Regions from separate parts of the Sus scrofa genome. Here region 1 is linked to region 2. A link is a contact called in public HiChIP or PLAC-seq data. All regions are on one chromosome and are shown on one strand. Each heading gives the region's core, a stretch centred on a gene start, on an enhancer-like site or on the middle of the called end of the contact. The rest is flanking DNA. Distances are from core to core; before and after follow the strand shown. Region 1 has its middle 28 kb from the start of MYSM1. Region 2 has its middle 190 kb from the start of JUN.

Region 1 (2,852 bases), core at 154-2,653, 230 kb after region 2:
ACTTTTAAGAATTTGAAATGGCCTCCTCTGGAAAGTAGGAATCCTGTTACCTCAAGAGGGAGGAAAGCAGAAATTCCCGCACAGCTTGGGTTGGGTTATATGATTTCTGAAGATTCTTTGAACCCTAAGAGTCTATGATCTTATGGTCCTTTGTTATTTGCAAACCTGAAAGTGTTCTGCTGCACGGGGATCCTCACCTTTCACAGCTCTTCGGTTACACCCATGCCTCAGGCAGGTCTGGCTTCTCACTTTCACCCAGTTTGCTTGCAAACCTGTGTTTGTGGAAGAATTCCCTTTGCACTGCTTACTGCAGGGAATTGTTGAGATTTCCTCAACTGAGTATGGAAAGCAGGAGAGGAGTGGAAAGAGGCACAAGCGGTAGATTAGGAGTGAGGTCTTGGGTTTCAATCCCAACTCCACTGCTTGTATATCGTGGGATCTTGGTTCAGTCAGTGGGCTTTGTGATTCTCACTTTATTCATATGTAAAAAGTAAATAATGATAATAATAATAATAATAACTACCTTACAAAGTTGATTTAAAAAATAAATAACACCTGGTTTTCATGCATTATTTCTTTTTTTGTCTTTTTTTTTTTTTTTAGGGCCACACCCAAGGCATGTGGAAGTTCCCAGGCTAGGGGTCTAATTGGAGCTGCAGACTCCGGCCTATACCCCAGCCACAGCAATGCCAGATCCCAACTGCATCTGCAACCTACAGCACAGCTCATGGCAATGCCCGATCCTTAACCCACTGAGTAAGGCCAGGGATCGAACCTGCACCCTCACAGATACCAGTCAGATTCATTTCCACTGAGCCACGACAGGAACTCCCACATGCATTATTTCATTTAGTCCTTCCAACAGTCCCATGATGTGTAGGTTCCATTCGTCTCATTTCACAGATGAGAAAACTGAGGTTTAGAGAGTGTCACGCATTTGCCTAAATGTTGAAGCTAAAATTAAAATCAACTGATCCAACTCTACAGGCTGAGTACTTTATAATGCCCACCCACCATAATGTCAGAATTACATGAAATAGGACCTATCATGATAGACTTAATACAGAGCCTGGAGCATGATAGGGACTCAGTAAATGCTGGTTTTCTACTCTTATTCTTGTGACTTAATCTTCTAAAAACTCCAGGTAACCAAAATTCATCTCTTCCTTCCTTCCTTCCTTCCTTCCTTCCTTCCTTCCTTCCTTCCTTCCTTCCTTCCTTCCTTTCTTTCTTTCTTTCTGCCACACTTGTGACATATGGAAGTTCCTAGGCTAGGGGTAGAATTGGGGCTGTAGCTGCCAGCCTACCATGCAGCTCACAGCAACACCGGATCCTTAACCCACTGAGCAAGGCCAGGGATCCCACTCATGTCCTCTTGGACATTAGTCAGGTTTGTTTACACTGAACCGAAATGGGAACTCCCAGAATTCATCTTTCAGTGCCATGCCCCTGCACTGCCTTCATCCTCAGGCTGGTTACGGGATGGTGGCAACAGTCCAAGAGTCTGATCAAGATGCCACACAGAAGCTCTTCTTGTTCTTTCTCAGGAGCCAGAAAACTCCCTAGAAGCCTCCTCTCATATCTTACTTAATAGAGTTGGGTCCACAGTCTTGTTCCTAAACCAATCACTGGCAAAATTGGACAACCCTTGGGCCAAACAGGCCTACACCTGGAGCTGGTCAGCTTCCAAACTCAGCCTTCTGCTTGGAAAGAAAAAGGAGGAAATGGATGCTGGTAGGCTGTCCACTGTCTCCCCTACACCCCTGTTGTCCTGATAAGAAAGTCAAGGCTCAGAGTTCCCTTTGGGACTCAGCAGTTAATGAACCCAACTAGGAACCAAGAGGAAGTGGGTTCAATTCCTGCCCTCGCGCTCAATGAGTTAAGGATCCGGCGTTGCCCTGAGCTGTGGTCTGAGTCGCAGACTCAGCTCAGATTTGGCATTGCTGTGACTGTGGTGTAGGCCAGAGGCTGTAGCTCCGATTCGACCCCTAGCCTGGAAACTTCCATATGCCCCAGGTGCAGCCCCCCAAAAAAGTTAAGGCTCAGAAGGGTTTAATTAATCTGTCCAGGATCCAAGGGCAAGGGTAAGGTGGTAGGAAGGGAAGTTCATACACAGGGTGGATCTCAGGTAAGGAGGAGGCCAAGGGCTGTGGCATTGATCACTGGATCCCACCCCTAGAAATTCTGTTCACTTGGTTTGGGATGCAGTCTGGGCCTCAAGATTTATAAAAGCACCTCAGGATATTTTAATGTGCAGCCAACGTGAGAACTGCCCGTTTAGGAAAAGAGCTATTGAAATGTGGAGGGGCTGCAGCCAAAGGCAGAGAGTCTGGACTGGGTACCAAAGATCCTGTCTGTCCTGTTTCTCCTCAGTAACGCCAGCATCCACCAAGGATGCCCCATGTTCCAGGCGTAGCTGAGCCCTCAGCATTGACATCTTGTAGGCAGTCACAACTGAGTGGATCCCAGATGCTCTACGCAGAGAATGAATACCTCTCATACAACCTCCACCAAGTCATAGTGCTTCCATGTTACCGATGAGGAAGCAAGAGCCCAGGAATTTTCAGTCTCTCCGCCTCTGTACTGTCAAGTCCTGCCCATCAGTGGAAGAAATTGGGAGCTGGAGAAAGAAAAGGGAGGCTGTTCTCTCTCTTTCTGCCTTCTAGAGCATCTTCTTCCAGCTTATTCTGTCTGGATCTTCCCTGTGGCCCCTCCCACCAGCTGGGGGACATCAGCCTCCTGAGAAAGAGGAGGAAAGACCTGAAGCTTCCTGACTAAAGCATGGGCAGGAGTGGGGACCAATCTTCATTTCTGAGAAATCCTATAGCCCTTTGAGTTGGGAGGCCTGGAAT
Region 2 (3,193 bases), core at 540-3,039:
GAAGACAGCCATCTTCACCCACTGAAGTCAAAGGATCGTACTTTTGCAAATTTTCTAATATCTGACTGGGGGACACATTCCAGAGTCCCTCTCAGAAAGAGCCTGTGCAGGTGAAGGGCTCTGAAGCTGAAGTTTCGTTAACATCACCTGTGTAGCTGGAGCATCTTGGAGCTAAAGACCAGAGACAGACTCTTCTCTAAACTCCATTCCTTATAAACCCCTAGGGCTTGGGGCAACCTCTACCTCACAGAGCTGAGATGAAATTTCCTGCCAAATGCAGGGCGTGGGGGGGAGAGGCAGTGGCAATCCAGACTGATGTGAATTAGAAGTGCAGTCAGATTTCCGTATCCCTGGGTTCCACAGATCCAACCAATGGCAGCACGCGAAAACTTACGGGGGGCGGAGGGGGAAGATTCCAGAAAGTTCCAAAAAGCAAAACTTGAATTTACTGTATACCGGCAACTATTTGCATAGCATTTACATTGCATTTCCAACTATTTACATAGCATTTACACTGCATTAGCTATTTAAATAATCTAGAGATGATTATCTACATAGGAGAAGTAGACAGGAGGATGTGAGTAGGTTATACACAAACACGACACCCTTTTGTATAAGGAACTTGGCATCTGCAGATTTTGATATCCATGAGAGTCCTGGAACAAATCCCCCAGAGATACCTAGGGACAAGTGACAAATACATATGATACTTCTTGCCCAAGTGTCCCAAAACATCTTACCTATACCAGACTCAGGGAATACCTTTATTTTAAAAAATTACAATCAACTGAGAAAATTACTTCCCTTCTTGAGCCTCAGCTTTCCCATCTCCAAACATGGGGAAGATGAGACCTACCTCACTGGTTTGGTGTGAGAATGAAATGAGCTATTATTATGAGGAAAGATCCTGGCACCCATGGGAGCCCTTATTCCAGAGCATCTACCCTGCCCCCTGGGTGGGTACCAGGGAGACAGAACTGAATGCAACCAGGGCCTTTCCTCAGACTCCTAGTCTAACCTCCCCAGGGTCTGTTGAAAGAGGTGAGCTGGGCAAAGCTGAGCTTTGCAAAGCAGGGAAAGGGACTGGCCTGGTAACTGTCTGCACATAGGTAAGAGAAGCTCACTTATGGGAGTTCCTGTTGTGGCTCAGCAGGTTACAAACCCAGCTAGTATCCATGAGGATGTGGGTTCGATCCCTGGGCCAGCCTAGTGGGTTAAGGATCAGGTGTTGCTATGAGCTGTGCACAGACACAGTTCAGATCCCACGTTGCTGTGGCTGTGGCACAAGCTGCCTGCTGCAGCTCCTATTCAATCCCTAGCCTGGGAACTTTCATATGCCAGGGGTGCAGCCCTTAAAAAAAAAGAGAAAGAAGCTCACTTAGATTGAGGTCCAAAGGGTGCAGGGATCGTCTGCTGGCTTTGGGAGAAAGCTCTGCATCAGCAGCCGCCTGGGGAGTGGATCTGCCTGGCTGGGTCTTCTGTGGTAAATGGCTTCTCCTCTGAGCACCTGAGTTTCTACCAGGATTTGGGGAGAATGTCAAGAGGACTAACTGAGGTAAATGTCCAGCACAGAACAGGGCCCAACAGGTAGAAGTATATTCTCTCACATCCATTCCCATCCTGGGTTGAGAGTCTTTGCTAAAAACCTCCCTCTGGTTCCCCGGGAGGCCATTTCTGAATCCTTCTCTGCAAGAAGCAGAATTCAAGGTCCAAGCAGTAGACTCAGGATACTTCCCTATTCCCTGAAATTCTACTTAATTCTATTTAAATGAAGTGTCCTCTTTCAAGCAGGAAACTCAAACCACTTCCTCCTACTAGAGATATTTTTTTGCAATGTCCCCTTTCCTTAACGTCTGTCTGGCTGATGCCTGGCTGCCAGCAGCCAAAAGCCTTTGATTTGGGGACAGTTCTGTAGCACGTTTTCCTAGATTCTGTGCTGACTCAGGCCAGTGGAACTTGCCTGAAAAGCCTAAGTCTCCACTCCAGAGCGTTTCCCTATCTCCCCCCACCCCATGGCCTTCTCCTTATCAGCATCCTCCAGGCTGCCTGGCAGGCACGGGTCACAATCCGTGGTTTTTGCTCACTCCCAGGATCTTTTCCCTGGATGCCTTTCCCCACACCTCCAGCTGTGTCTTTGCTGCAGCTCATTCTCAGGAGGGCAAGGGTGATGATGGTGATGCTACAGGTGGGCAAGGGCTTGAGAGGCAGGCGACCTCCACTCTGCCAGCTACACATAGAGCCACGGGGGATGTCCCTAAACTCCCACTTTCTCAGATACAAAATCACAGGGGCTGGACCAGATTGGCCCAAAGGTCTCCTAGGGAGCAGTCCACACACCCCTCTTCCTCGGCTCTTCCCGCTAAGTACCAGGCTCCCTGTTCATTTGCACACAAAGGTTAAACGTCAGTACTGCTCTTTGAATCTATCATTCATTGAGAACCTGCTGAAGACCAGGTCCTACACCGCTGCAGCCTAAAGATGGCATTGCCCTTACTCCGAAGGAGGTCCCAGGTGAAATACAAGAACACTTATGATAAGAAAGGGGCAAATTGCTAGAAGAGGACACAGAGCCGTTAACCACAGGCCCCTTGACAGCCTTGTCCCAGAGGAACACAAGTTCTCAGTTCACACTGGGTTTTGAGGATTAAGTAGGAGATTTCTGAGATCAGAGGAGGTGTGGGAAAGGAGTTCCAAGAAGAGCAAACATCATGTACAAAAGCAGGTCATAGATTTAGAGTTAATTCAGCATGGCTGCCATGCAAGATTCATGCCATGAACAGCAGGAGGGTCCAGGAAAGAGAACAGACAACATGGCTAAGGTTCTTGGACACTGGACCTCCACATTCAGGAGAGACCTCTGTCTGGGGACAGTTTGTGGAAGTTTCCACTGCCATCTAATGTAAGTCTCTCACCAAATCCAGAAAGCAGAAAACTTCCAAGCACCACCACCCAACTTAGCTTGAGCCCGGGACTCTGGTTGGCTTCCCAGCAGAATCCCTAAGACTTGAAGAAAACAGTCTTAGAAATAAGACAAATATTTAGAGTTTTAAAAACTCAGCCTACAAATTAGGAAGAATGGGAAACTTGAACGTCAGATGTAAAACTTTGTTCTCTCTAATTTAAAGCAGACTTTGTTTTCTGGTGGAAGATAGATTGAAATCGTCCTGCCTGCTCAATAATATGGTGGAAACCA

Evidence for each region. HiChIP or PLAC-seq counts read pairs in DNA pulled down with a chosen protein or histone mark.
Region 1: an H3K27ac HiChIP or PLAC-seq map of alveolar macrophages shows a contact between it and region 2. The contact joins two enhancer-like sites. A contact is called at or near these places in 1 of 47 Hi-C or Micro-C datasets (embryonic fibroblasts) and 1 of 2 datasets of contacts at active chromatin or transcription factors (alveolar macrophages).

What each region holds. Positions count from the first base shown.
Region 1 is chr6:153,726,223-153,729,074 of Sscrofa11.1, forward strand. No RefSeq gene overlaps it. Among named protein-coding and RNA genes, the nearest start is that of MYSM1, 28 kb to the right of the region's middle. Within about 2 kb of position 1,404, at least 1 of the 83 cell types and tissues checked has an H3K27ac peak or open chromatin away from gene starts, as enhancers often do. A contact at or near this core is called in alveolar macrophages, where this site is marked.
Region 2 is chr6:153,495,837-153,499,029 of Sscrofa11.1, forward strand. No RefSeq gene overlaps it. Among named protein-coding and RNA genes, the nearest start is that of JUN, 190 kb to the right of the region's middle. Within about 2 kb of position 1,790, at least 7 of the 83 cell types and tissues checked have an H3K27ac peak or open chromatin away from gene starts, as enhancers often do. A contact at or near this core is called in alveolar macrophages, where this site is marked.